Regions from separate parts of the Mus musculus genome. Here region 2 is linked to region 1. The links are chromatin contacts, called in public promoter capture Hi-C maps. All regions are on one chromosome and are shown on one strand. Each heading gives the region's core, a stretch centred on a gene start, on an enhancer-like site or on the middle of the called end of the contact. The rest is flanking DNA. Distances are from core to core; before and after follow the strand shown.

Region 1 (6,735 bases), core at 2,310-4,809:
AAATACATATTTATTAAGTCTTCAGTGAATAAGGAAGCAACCACATGAAATTACATTTCCTAAGAGAAATGAAATGGTCCGTGGTTTATATAGCAATATTCTTCATCCATGTCTGTCATGAAATTGTTCACATGCCAGTCTCAGTCACAACTAATTTCCTGTAATCTTGGTAAGTAGGAGCTAATCAACAAGCCCTTGGTTCCAGCCCTGCAGCAATGCACATCACACTTCTGAAACATATTAGCAGAGAAAATGGAGAAAAGCCTTCCTGACAACTGGCATTTTTGATGAAGCAAGAAGGTTCTCCGTGTTCTGACATATTTATTGGAGTTATAAATACGTGTAGAGTGTAAGAGGGTTGTAAGTCATTCATTACTGTATTTATTATATCTGAGTAGTTACCAAAAAAAAAAATGAAAGTAAAACCATCACTTCTAGAATGTACTGATCTAATTTTCTAGCTCGCCTGATTGCACATAAACCTTACAGCAACCAGGTGACAGATTACTAGGCGTGCTATTTTCCTGCTGAGCAACAGTGTCCTGCTAAAAGACTGCACTGACCAGCTTCCTGTGGGGTCAAGCAAGGAAGCCCCAGAGGAAGGGACTATCAGAGGAGTGCAATGTACCTATGGGAGTCACTTCCACTCCTATTAGAAGGGCTGCAGCCATTGCTTTCTGTGGGTGTTCTGCCATCCACACACAAGGGGAACAAAATGCCCTTGTCATGGATACACAGTCTTACCTAGGGTCACACTGGCCACTCTCTCCATTCCCTCCTTTAAGCCCCCACAGAAAGCTAGCACTGTGGACACTGAGTCACCAAGGAGTGAAGAACTGTCCAGTTCCGTGGTTAACCTAAAGCAGAGACGATACTTAATATCTGTTGTGGTTACAGAGCCCAACCTCTTATTTTGCTTTAGAAATCCCCCTTATCGAGGAGTGTCTGCATGACTGAACATTAGTGAAACATGATAGCTGACATTTTTCTATATCGGGTCTTTAAAGGTGTTGTTCTGGTTGGAAATAGGGGATAGAGTTCTCAGTTCCTGTTTGGAGAGATACTCCCTTTCTTTTTCTTTTCTTTCTTTCTTTCTTTCTTTCTTTCTTTCTTTCTTTCTTTCTTTCTTTCTTTCTTTCTTTTAATGGGATCCCCCCGCCCCCTTGATAGCCTTCAGCATGTAGTGTAGCCTAGGATAATCTTGAACTTCTAATCCTCCTGTCTCAGATTATAGGTGTTTGCCATCTCGTCAGTTCGTTTAGTATTGGGGAGTAAACCAGTACGTGGTAGGCAAGCCCTCTGCCAAATGCCCTCCACTTTCAGCCCTGGAGATATAGTTCTATAGCCAGCATATTTTCACTTAGAGCCTGGAGTTATTTGAGGTAGATTATTTGTAAAGTTTGAGAGGACAGGGTTAAAAATCTATCACACCAATATCATGAATCATATTTCTACATACAGTTAGCATCATTTTCTCTTTGGTTCTCTGGAGGAAAGATGTATTCTACCTTACACCTTTCAGGCAATACAACAATTATGAACCAGCATACCTACTTATTATTTTCTTCCTGATTAATAAAAGTTAGCTACAATCCAATTAAAATATATAGGCTACTTTACCTATGCCTAAGTAATTGTTCCATCTGATGTGAAGAAAAAGGTCTCCACTCATTGATCACAAAATATAAGTTGTATCATGGTTTATTTCATTTCCTGTGGTCATACAATATTTTAGATCGTGATGTTTCATTTTTTTCTCCAAAGAGAGAAAAAGAGAGGAATATGGTAGGGACCAAACCCAGGGAGTCACACATGCTAGGCAAGCCCTCTACCCACGAAGCTACATCCCTAGTCCTTTCTTGGTTTGATTATTTTTTTTAAATAAAACATTTATTCTAGGACTGATATTACACAAAATAAGTTATTTGAGGGACACTGTTTTTGTCTCTAGGTAAAATTTTGAAGGAAAAAAAAAACACTAAGAAGGTATATTCCTTCAAAGTTCCAGTCTTATTCTGAAGTGTAATGTTATGTTAGTTTGACTCACAGACAGGTTTTAAAGAAGGGCTTACTTCAAGAGGACACCAAACAAATACCTTCTATTCCTAGTGGGCTCTGGAATCACAGAAAACTGACCCAATCAATTACATTGATAGCTCTGGCTTACTACAGACAAGCAAATTATCTTAAGTGTGCATGCATGCGCGTGTATGTGTGTTAGTACCTAACACCCACCTGGGAACTTTTCAGCTTTTCAGTGTGGGATATAGTATAAACGTCTATTCCTCGTGTTGTGGATTAGCTGACTGGCCTCACTCAGCTGCCTTCCTTACCTGCAAACTCACCCACTTTGACTACAGCATCGCACTCTTAACCCTAGCCTTCCAAACATGGTCCTATGCTATTTCTGTGTGTCTGGATGTATTTTTAACTCTCAGATGTATACTTCATTTATGAGATATACATCTGAAGACCACGGTACAAAACACTGTAAGAACTTGATAGAATGACAACTGCTAGGTAAAAAAAAAAAAAAAAAAAAAAAAAAAAAAAAAAAAAAGCATACAATACCTGGTGAGAGTTCTATTTTTACCGAAGGTGGTATTGATAGGTATTCTGTTATTAATGCCTTTCTTTTCCCTATAAATGATGAAAAGTTGCTGGAAAATAATAAACACTACTCATCTGTAGTGAAAAGCCACAATACAGTTACAAACCAATCAATCAATCAATAAATCAGACGTCATGGTGTTCTTTTCCCAAAGGTTAAAAAACAAAGTGCACTGTGCTATTTGGCAAAAATGACGTTTAGAAGAAAACACGGTGACTACGCACAGAGGGTGGGGGAATCATTGTGCTTGTTGCGGAGTGAACACGTACAGTGTGCACGCAGACTTACGGCATTTAACCGTGTCATAGGGACCAAAGGAAATCCACTCACTCACTAAATATTTGTTGAGCACCCACTACCTGCCAACTCCCAAACAAAACAAAGCAAAACTACTTACAACCACAAACTACGCTTCGTAACCTAGATAGATAACGCAGGTGACACTATCTATCTAGGTTGAGCTCAGCTCTGCCCATGCTTTTCCTGAGCGGCTCTTGGAAGAAAAGCTACAAAGCCCATGACAGCCTCCGCCTGGCCAGCTGCCACTGGCATCTCAAGGCTGGCAAAGCAAAGTGAAAGCGCCAACCCGGAACTTACGGAGTCCCACGAGGGAACCGCGGCGCGTCAAGCAGAGACGAGTTCCGCCCACGTGAAAGATGGCGTTTGTAGTGACAGCCATCCCAATTGCCCTTTCCTTCTAGGTGGAAAGTGGTGTCTAGACAGTCCAGGGAGGGTGTGCGAGGGAGGTGCGTTTTGGTTGCCTCAGCTCGCAACTTAACTCCACAACGGTGACCAAGGACAAAAGAAGGAAACAAGACTGCAGAGATCCGCACCGGGGAGCCCTGCAGATTCTGGGTCTGCTGTGGACTGGGGGCGGGACTGCGACTGGGCGGGCCTGGGGGCGTGTCCGGGGCGGGGCGGTCCCGGGGCGGGGCCCGGAGCGGGCTGCGGTTGCGGTCCCTGCGCCGGCGGTGAAGGCGCAGCAGCGGCGAGTGGGTGAGTGAGACGCGCGGGCGGAGGGGGGCTGCTGCCACGGTCGGCTCGCGGGCCGGCCGGCTCCGGGTACCAGCGGGGTTTTTTTCTCCTTCGAGGTGAACTCCTCCCTGTCCCCCGGGCGAAAGAGCCCTTGGCCTTGCAGGAGTTGCGGGGGCCGCGGCGGTGCGGAGGGGATGGGGATGGGCCTCATCTTTGCTGTCCGCCCGCGCTCCCCGATCCCGACCCGGAGCGTCTCCCGGGCCCTTGAGGGAACCCTCCGGGAGTACGGCGAGCGCGGCCCCCACCGCCACAAGCCTGGGCCCCAGGGGCCTGGCCCGGCGACAGCTGGTGGGTCCTGCGACCCAGTCAGGTCTCCCGAGGGTCCCCGCCCGGGAGGAGAAAGCGCCGGTGGGATGGAGTAAGGACGGACAGAACAACACGCAGGCAGGATTTCGCAGAAGTTTGCAAGGAGTGCGGATGCCCACTTACATGGGCTGCTACTCTTACCAGGTTGTTCCCCAGTTCTGTGGGACGTGACCTGGTTGCCTCACAGCTCCGCGGTTGTACAGACTTATTAAAGGAAGTGACCATTGTGACTTGGGCATCACTTGACTGATGGTAATCAGTTGCAGAGAGAGAAGTGCACTGATTAAGTCTGTCCACACAGGGTCTGTCTGGCCAGGAGTGCATTTGCCTGGGAGGGATTGGTTGCGCTTTCTGGTGTGGGGACTATTAGGCTCTTGTAGAGTTTTGTCCCGGCAGATGGATAAATTTCTTGTTACACTGTTCCCGTTCGTCACCAGTTGAGAAAAACGGGTACACAGTCTGTCTCAGTAGTACTTTTACTTTATATTAAGGGCCCAAAAGGGACTGGAAAATACTTTAAGATAGAATCGTTAGTCCACTTGGAAAACTTAAAATATGAGAGAGAGAGGGGGGGGGGAGAGAGAGAGAGAGAGAGAGAGAGAAAGGAAGGAAGAAGGAGGAAGAGGAGGAGGAAAGAGATTGAGATTATGTTAATAATATGGAATCAGAATATTTGAAATATAGTAAGCGTCCCCTCAGTTAAAGAGGACATTCCAGGAGGCCCCCAGTATAGCCTGAAATCTCAGGAAACGCCTACATACACCCATCGTGTGGATATAGGTGTTTTCCCTTCATTACATTTCATACACAGATGTTAAAGTTTAGAAAGTAGGCACAATAAGAGATTACAAATAACTGATAATAAAGTCGAGCCATTGCAGCTGCTCTGTAAAAGTCCTGTGAATGTGATCGCTTTGTGTTTCAAAGTAACTTACTGTACTTCACCCCTGTTAAGCAAAACAAGATTCACCTGAACGCAGGCACCTTGGTACCTTGGCAGACACCAGATCTGATAACCAAGAGGATGGAGAAGTAGTGGCAGACAGTGTGGAGAGCATGAATATGCTAGACAAAAGGGTGAATCATAACCTAGGAGCAGAAAGCAGGTATTTCATCATCCTCCACAGTAAAAACCTATGTCACGTAAAAAACCTACAAGTAGTTTTTCTTTTACTCTTTTTGAATGAAAGCTTGCTACAGGCACTGAAAGTTAAAATAATCTGTGGATCAGGAGGAACAGGGGTTTTCTGTCTGAGTCACTGCTGACTAGCACCTCAGTGACCATTGGCACTGTGGGAAACCCCAGAGTCAGTTGGAAACTTCGAAACTAAAGGTGACGGTGTTCTTATTTCATAGAACACAAAAAATAAGAGGGGTTACAGCCTGCGCTGCAGACTGGACATTCAACAAGCATTTAAATTTCTGGGAGACAAATGTAAATATAACTTTAAAAGTTGGTAAAATACTCTGTTTGGCTATGTTGGCCATCCAATGTTTGCTTTTAGAAAATGACTGAATGGATAAAACGTCTATCTTTTGAGCCTGCCCTAGACCCCCATGTTGAGTGAATACTGTCCAAGTGTTAGGTTAGCCGGCCTGAGAAACTTGGATCTAGGCAAGATGGCACAGTCCTGGTGTCATGAGTATGCATGTGAGTTTTGGCTGAAATTGAACATTTGTAGAGAATGACAAAGGCTGGTCTGGCAAGTAGTCCACTGTCTTTACAGTGGTCTTGGTTAGTTCCTGTTTGGCTGAGAGGGCTGGTTGATGGCTGTCCTGCCCCTCTTCCCACAAGTGGAAGCCTTATGGTATAATTCTTGATCACAGTAGCAGTAGGCAAATGAACTTCCTCAAAGCAGCCTGGAAAGCTGATTTTTTTTTCTTTCTTTCTCTTTTTTTTTTTTTTTTCACAAGGTTAAAGAAAAAACAAAGGGCTTCAAATGTGCCAGTCTGCTAACAGTGTTAACATGTTTATTAACATAAATAAACTTTATTAGTTTTTGGAAGTATTGGTTAAGCCCTCGTGACCCCTGAACTCGGTTTATAGAGTGATGAGTCGTAGCCTCACTCTGGTTTGGACTCTGGCTTCTCTCAGAAGACTCTGTGGCTAATGTTAACCTTCTGAAGTAGCCAGAAAACATATAAGCAAAAGTCTGTGAGGTTGAAATGAATTTTTTGGCCACATTTGTATATGGGTTCCCACCAATGCTAACTTCAGGTGTTAGTAATATCAGACTCACAGCTTCCCTGATTACACTTCGCTATAAGACTTTATTTTTTAGGTCATAGGAATTTCCCCTTTTTCATGATTCCTAAATCATGAAATAACATAGTCTAAAAATACGGTATTCCTGAAATAAACAATTTCTAAGTTTTAAGCTGCGTGCTATTCTGAACAGTCTGATGCCCTCTTGTAGCTTTTACTGTGTCCTACCCCGGGCATGGTTGATTCCTTTGTCCAAACATCTGTCTGTTGTATCCACACTGGATTGCACCACCTGCGTGCTAGTCAGTCACTCAGACATTTTAGTTATAAGGTAGCTTATATTTACTCCTTATTTTATTTAATAATGGCCTCATAGCAAGGCGGTAATGATACTGGTAATTTGGGTTTGCTTAAGAGGAGCCATGAAGTAGTTTTAAATGAAAAGGTGAAAATTCCCACTATAGTTTGGAGGGGGAGGCTATACTGGTACTACTACGATTCACGGTAAGACTAAATCTTCTGTGAAATTATGAAGGAGAAAAAGTTACACTGGTCTGGTCTTGCTGTTGGATTAATT
Region 2 (6,735 bases), core at 1,962-4,461, about 14 Mb before region 1:
CCCAGAAGCAATCAGAAAAGAATGCACAAACCCACTTCTTCAAACTACTGCTAATGATCAGCCTCAACCTGACTCTGCACCCCCTGCCTTTCCTCTGCTGACATGCATAAACTGTACCTGCTCCTGGTTAAGGACAACTGCTTCACTGTGCAGCCTTTGTTCACTGCATTACAACCACCCTCTCCCACTCAAGCTGACAGCAAACAGACCTCAGAATCATACCGGGTCACCCAGGCTCCCACCCAGTACAGCGGCATCAATTCCCTGCACTCATTCACACAAAGAGCTCCGTGGTAAACGATCAGGACACATTCACACACCTTTAGACTATACTTCTTAGTGACCTGAGCATCTCTGCAGTCAAGGTTACAGTTGAGACAACAGACCCAGTCACTGGGTCATTTTGTATCTATTTAACCAGCTGTGCACTGGTATCTATGTGATCACATATCAACTATTTTCCTTGTACGTGGAGCCTTACAGGAAAGTCTGAGATTCCAGTTTGCCTAGCACATGCATGTAAGCACTCCCCCCAACCCCTCTCCAGGGCCAGGGATTAAACCCAAGCCCTTAACACATACTAGGCAAGTTCTCTACCACTGAGACCCACCCTCAGCCCTCAGATACTACTCTTCTTTGTGCACGGAAGTGCTTTCAGCAGAGGTAAGAAGCAGATGCTCACCTTGGAAACACGAGGCTGTCAGTGAATGGGGAGAGGAGGAGAATGAGAGGAAAAATTCTGCTAAGTGCTCGTGATTCTCTTTCCCCTCCCACAGGAGCTTCCGGGGCTCCTTGTTCCCCTCTGGCTAGCGTCCAAGCTGGAATATGTGTTTTGCTTTCCTTTCATCAACCTATTTTCTTGTCAGTACCACACTGGAAACTAGAGTATAAGGGCTGTAAGCACAGCAACCAGCACCAGCAAAAGACATACTCAACAAATACTTATATTGGCATAAATGCATTTAGGATGCACAAAATCAACACTGCTAAGACAAAGCCACCTTCTGGCAGCAAGATGGACAGGCCATCTCCCTAAATGACACTTCATCCATTTAGTAAGCAGGATCTTATTCTGACTGAAAAATAAAATCAACTTCTCTGAACCTCAGCCTCAATATACACAAGAAACACAACTGGAAATTGTCTACACATTACAGTGCCTTGACCAAGTTCCAAATACAGAAACCCATCCCCACCAAAGCTTCTCGTGTCTAAAAGGTATTACTAACCATTAAACACACAATTCGTCTACCACATTATCTAGCCCAGTAACAGCTCACTCTTATGAGTGCATGCTATTGCTTTTACAACGTTTGAGCTCTTTACAAGGACTCCCATTTTGCCTCCATCATAACCCAATGTCACACACAGGTACTACAGATTCATTTCACAATCAAACGGGCACAGGACAGATAATACAGGCCATACAGCCAAGAGATATGGCAGAGAGCACGCACGCGCGCACACACACGCGCGCACACACACGCACGCACACACACACACACCCCGGGCACTGATCTGACTCTCATTCAGCACTAGCACTCTCAAAGGCTTTGCTAGGGTGCCTCTCAGAACACGGCACCTATTTTTCAGTAAGGGAAAAGTGCCAATTAACTATAGCAAAGACTACTGTAGTCAGACTCTCAATAAAATAAAATAAAATAAACACCACAGCTTGCAAATACAGATCAAACATAAATTAATACACCTCACTTCAAGAACTGACCACCACATCAATTCATCTATTTCCCTCTTCTTTGCTAATGCTTATCTCTTAATTCAAGAAGCTTCCATAAATTTCTACTTTCAGGAACAACTGACAGAAGCCAAGCACACTTTTGCAGCCTCGTTTTCTCGTACCGTTGAAGAGACACCTCCTAACTTAATTGTTTCCACGGTGGTCCCTGAATCTTCAACAGCTGTCTTCTTCTCTGGAGGCATAGATGTGCCCGGCTCTCCAGCTGCTCTTTTATTTCCAATTCCTGACATCTTGGTATAAGATGACAGTTATATTTTTCTGAATGAAAAAACAGAAACAAAAATAGAAAACATGAACTGAATCAAGATAAGCAGACATGCCACAATATAAAGTACCTGTATATAAAAACTAGTAATTTTTTTCAGGCCAACTCTTTAACCTAAATCAAATAATTCTACGACAAAACCCATCAACCCTAAATCAAGAGAGAAGGGGGAGGGGAACTGTTGAGGAATGGGATTGACAGGATTATAAATTTCTACACAAGATGCTAATAACAAATAAAATTCTACTCAAATAATAGAGAAGCTATGAATAAATTTCAGGATTCTCACTTCCTGAGATGCCAAAAACAAAAAACTAAAAGAAGGAGAGTTTATTTATGACAGAGGTTAAGGTTAAAGTATTAGGAGACTTGGGGCAAGAGACGTGGGAAACATTAGCTAAGTCATTAATCCTATACAAGTCAGTTATCTCTGAATCTCGGTTTCCTAAACGAAGGACAACAACATGTTGCTAGACTTACTGCAACAAATGGATGGCATAGTTATAGAAACAACTTAGCATAATGTCAGATGAACACTAAGCACCCAGAAATGCAAGCGTTCTCTTTGCAGAGCCTTGTAAACGCTCCCTGAGCAGTTAGTTCTCCAGATGTCAGACGTAGGTGAGCACCCCAGCGCTTCCTTTGGGGAGCCGGGCTGCCTTTAGAGACCGAACCTGCCAACAATCCCCGTTTCTTTATCTGTTCAGACGGGATGCTCTTTCAGTATTTCCTACCTGACTCTGGTTCCGAAACTCACAAGGAGGTGGAATGGATGCTAGATGGCGAGCACCGCGGCCATCAGGGGTCTACATCCAGCCGGCTTCCGATCCAAACTCCGGGACGAGGCGTCAATGGCAAGCAGCAATCTGGGTTGGACCTCGCCTGCAAAGAGAGGAGACGGGAGCTGAGGAGAGAGCGCAGCTTGACTGGAGAGCGCTGGCCGCTGGCTCCGGCGTGGCTAACTACAGGCCGGGAAGATGGGACCCGAGAGTCCTCGCCGCTCACGGCCCGGGAGCAGCAGACGACAGAGCAAACCTGGGCTCTGGCAACTCCCGCCGCAGGGAGCGCGCGGCTCCCAGCGCTTCTTCACGAAGGCCCGAGAGGGACTCCAAGGGATTCACTTGGGATCCGCTGCGAGAGGGACTGAGCTCCACGGAGGCGGAGGCACGGAGAGGAAGTAGGGAAAAGGAAAAGGAAGTTGCTTCAACTTTACCCGAGGCACGGCGAGGAGAGGGCGGAAGTGACGTGTGGGAGACCGCCAGGCGGAAGTGACGCGTGAGGAGGGGGCGCAGTCAGTTCTGCGTGTGCGCTGCCGCCTCTGTGTTGGGATGGGCGGGGACTGTTTCAGACTCCAGTCCCAAAGTGACCGGTCTCTTCAACGCGAAGCATTGTGTACGGTTTTTTTGTTTTTTGTTTTCTTTTTTTTAAGGTCCATTATTATTACTGACGGAAAGCGTTTTGTTTATGTTTTGTGTTGGGGGGGCGGTCCTATCTCATCCAAGCTGCTAATTGGTTGATGGTCCTGTCCATCTCCCAAAGGGCAAGCGCCCTTACCTGAGGTGTGGGTGGAGCACTCTTTAAAGAGATGAAATAGCCTGCGTAAAACTCAAGGAATTTGACCGATTTCTAGTTCTGTGTAGTTTCCTTAAAGGGGATTCCAGCACGGCGATGGTAGCACTCGCCTTTAATCCCAGCACTCAGGAGGTAGAAGCGGGCTGATTCCTCTGAGTTCAAGGCTAGCCTGGTCTACAAAGCGAGTTCTCGTACAGCCGGAGCTACACAGAGAAACCATGTCTTGAAAAACCAAAATAAATAAGCACATAAATACATACATACTATGCATAGAAACCCTGCCTCAAAATAAATAAATACTACACAGAGAAACTCCTGTCTGGGAAGGCCAAAATAAATAAGCGGGGTCTCTATTTAGCACTACCTGCAAATGACACTCAGCTGGAGAACTTTAGTCTCTTGTAGGGTTAAAAAGTCACCTTCGCCGGGCGGTGGTGGCGCATGCCTTTAATCCCAGCACTTGGGAGGCAGAGGCAGGCAGATTTCTGAGTTCAAGGCCAGCATAGTCTACAGAGTGAGTTCCAGGACAGCCAGAGCTACGCAGAGAAACCCTGTCTCAAAAACCAAAAATAAAAAATAAAAAAAAAAATAAAGCCACCTTCATCCCATCCCATCTTCCCCCTATGGATTCTCATCACAGGTTTGGAAACTACTGCTTTAGTGTTTGGAGAGGATAAGATACTGACCAGAGACACTGGGGATGGGGGGGGGGGGGTCGGGGGGGGGGAGGAGGGTGTTAATTAAGAACAAGTCAATTAGTCTGTAATCTCAGTACCCGTCTTAATATGATTTTTTTTTAATGTGTGCATAGGTGTTCGAGTGCCCACATGTAAAGCTCAGAGGACAACTTTTGGAGCTAGGTCGTACTTCGAAGGCTCGGGTCTCAAGGGCTGAACTCGGGGTGACAAGCACCTTTACCCACTAAACCATCTTGCCAGGCCAGTACCAGGATGTTTAAAATTTATTGAGCGTTGATATTTTTTTTACGTTAGAAATAAACTACATCATTCAATTTTACTAAATGCATTTTAATGATAAAAAGGCAATCGATCTAATCTGCCCTTGAAAAGCAGTGTGGCTTCTGAAATTGTGGCAAATTAACCAATGACAGCAGATAAAGGCACAGGGATGTAAGAATGGCTGCTATACCCTTTTTAAAAAATACATGTAAATATGTTTGGAGGAAAACCTAACCCACACCGAATTTCTGGCAGTAGAAAGAATTTGGGTGTTCTTGTACTTGATTAGTCTTACCTGTGCATGAGACAAGAAGGTTGTATTAGTCAGGGTTCTCTAGAGTCACAGAACTTATGGGTAGTCTCTAGTAAGGGAATTTGTTGGTGACTTATAGTCTGCAGTCCAACTCCCCAACAATGGTCAGCAGCAGTTGTGAATGGAAGTCCAAGGATCTAGCAGTTGCTCAGTTCCACAAGGCAAGCAGGCAAAGAGTGAATCTTCCTTCTTTCAGTGTCCCGATGTAGGCCTCCAGCAGAAAGTGTGTCCCAGATTAAAGGTGTGGTGTACCACCACTCCCGGATCTGGGACTTGCTTGTCCCAGGCTGACCTTGAACTCAGAGATCACCTGGCCTCAGTCTCCAGGGATTAAAGGCATGTACTACCTCGCCTGATCCTATGCTTTTCGTGGCCACTATGTCTCAAGATCTCCATGCCAAGATCCAGGTCAGAAATGTGTCTCCCAGCCTCAAGATCTGGACCAAAGGTGAGCCTTCGAATTCTGGATTGTAGTTCATTCCAGATATAATCAAGTTGACAACCAGAAATAGCCACTACAAAAGTCAACTGTGGAAAAACTTGTTTTGTTGGTGCCTTGGAGTGCAGTATCTAACCTGTTCCAGAGAAAATTTGGAGTGCAGTATCTAACCTGTTCCAGAGAAAATTGTCTGTAAATGAACTTGACCCTGCACTTGACCCTGCAGTGTGGTGAAAATGAAGTGTGAGAATTGTTTCTGTACCTTTAATTTTTTTCAAATCCTTTTTTTTTTTTTTTTTTTTTTTTTTTGGTTTTTCGAGACAGGGTTTTTCTGTATAGCCCTGGCTGTCCTGGAACTCACTCTGTAGACCAGGCTGGCCTCGAACTCAGAAATCTACCTGCCTCTGCCTCCCGAGTGCTGGGATTAAAGGCCTGCACCACCACTGCCCGGCTCAAATCCTATTTTTAATGGTAGGTCTTAAATGCTTTAAACCTTCCTTATAACCTACCACCCACCAGGGGTAATGTAAAAGGAAGGATAAGGGGCAGCGTGTGTGTGTGGACCTGTTTAGAAAGGTTCTTTGGAACAATTTCCATCTGTGTTGTCTGGAAAATGGCGGTTCAGTTCACAGATTAGCAGGCAGTGGCAGCTTGACCCACTTGCAAATACCTCATGGATATACCAGCAGTTCATTTCAGTAGAGTCGGGTTAGCAACAGCGGTGACACGACCTAACAGAGACAGTCAGGCCTCAGCCTTGATTCAAATCAGCAGGAGGGACCAACTGAACTCCAGGAGAAGTTCTCAGCTGTGCCTCTCTCAGGGAGCAAAGGTCAGCAAAACCTTGAGAGCATTGTACAGCTAGCTGAACCAGCAAGCCAAGCTCTGTCTCCCTGGAATCCTATTTCTACCCTCCAAACATCACGTGTCCTCCACATGCCTTGCCTCAGCATGTGCATCCAATCAGCTTGAGTCCTTGGAAGCGCCAACAAACTGCAGCACACTACCAGAAGGGTTTTTTGGTGCATTTCTCTCTATGGCATCCCAACAAATGCTACTCAACTATGCAATGTAATGTGGACCAATACATGTGTGTCATTAGCAAAGAATCTTTCACCATGTGTCCTTTCAGGTGCTTCCTTTAGCAGAACGTCCTCTCCTGTGTCTGCTTCAGAGAAACTTTCCTTTATGTGTTTGCCCCAGCAAAACACCATCCAACCAACTTTCCAAGGAACCCTTAAGTTTCCACTTCAGTTTCCTTGGCCCACCCGTTGAAAAGCATCATAAAAGACACTACTCTGACAAGAGTTGATGTCTTACAGCTTACCATAAGGTCACTGAATAGCAAGCAAAGGCTAATATTGGGGAATAGATATATAGAGAGAGCCATTTCATTATGAAAATATAGAGCCAGTTCCATAGCTATTA

The links. Promoter capture Hi-C pulls out the DNA fragments that hold promoters and counts their contacts.
Region 2: a contact with region 1 is called in a promoter capture Hi-C map of pre-B cells. The contact joins the promoter of Rnf20 here to the promoter of C9orf72 in region 1. A contact is called at or near these places in 1 of 39 promoter capture datasets (pre-B cells) and 2 of 484 Hi-C or Micro-C datasets (CD4 T cells and rod photoreceptor).

What each region holds. Positions count from the first base shown.
Region 1 is chr4:35,222,660-35,229,394 of GRCm38.p6, reverse strand. It overlaps C9orf72 (C9orf72, member of C9orf72-SMCR8 complex), which reads left to right and starts at 3,559. Exons shown (of 11, transcript NM_001081343.2): 1 at 3,559-3,607.
Region 2 is chr4:49,628,536-49,635,270 of GRCm38.p6, reverse strand. Rnf20 (ring finger protein 20) reads right to left here and starts at 3,211. Exons shown (of 21, transcript NM_182999.2): 1 at 3,060-3,211; 2 at 2,759-2,906; 3 at 1,861-2,017. The coding sequence starts at 1,989. Gm45952 (predicted gene, 45952) reads left to right here and starts at 3,319. Exons shown (of 2, transcript NR_168526.1): 1 at 3,319-3,416; 2 at 4,408-4,613.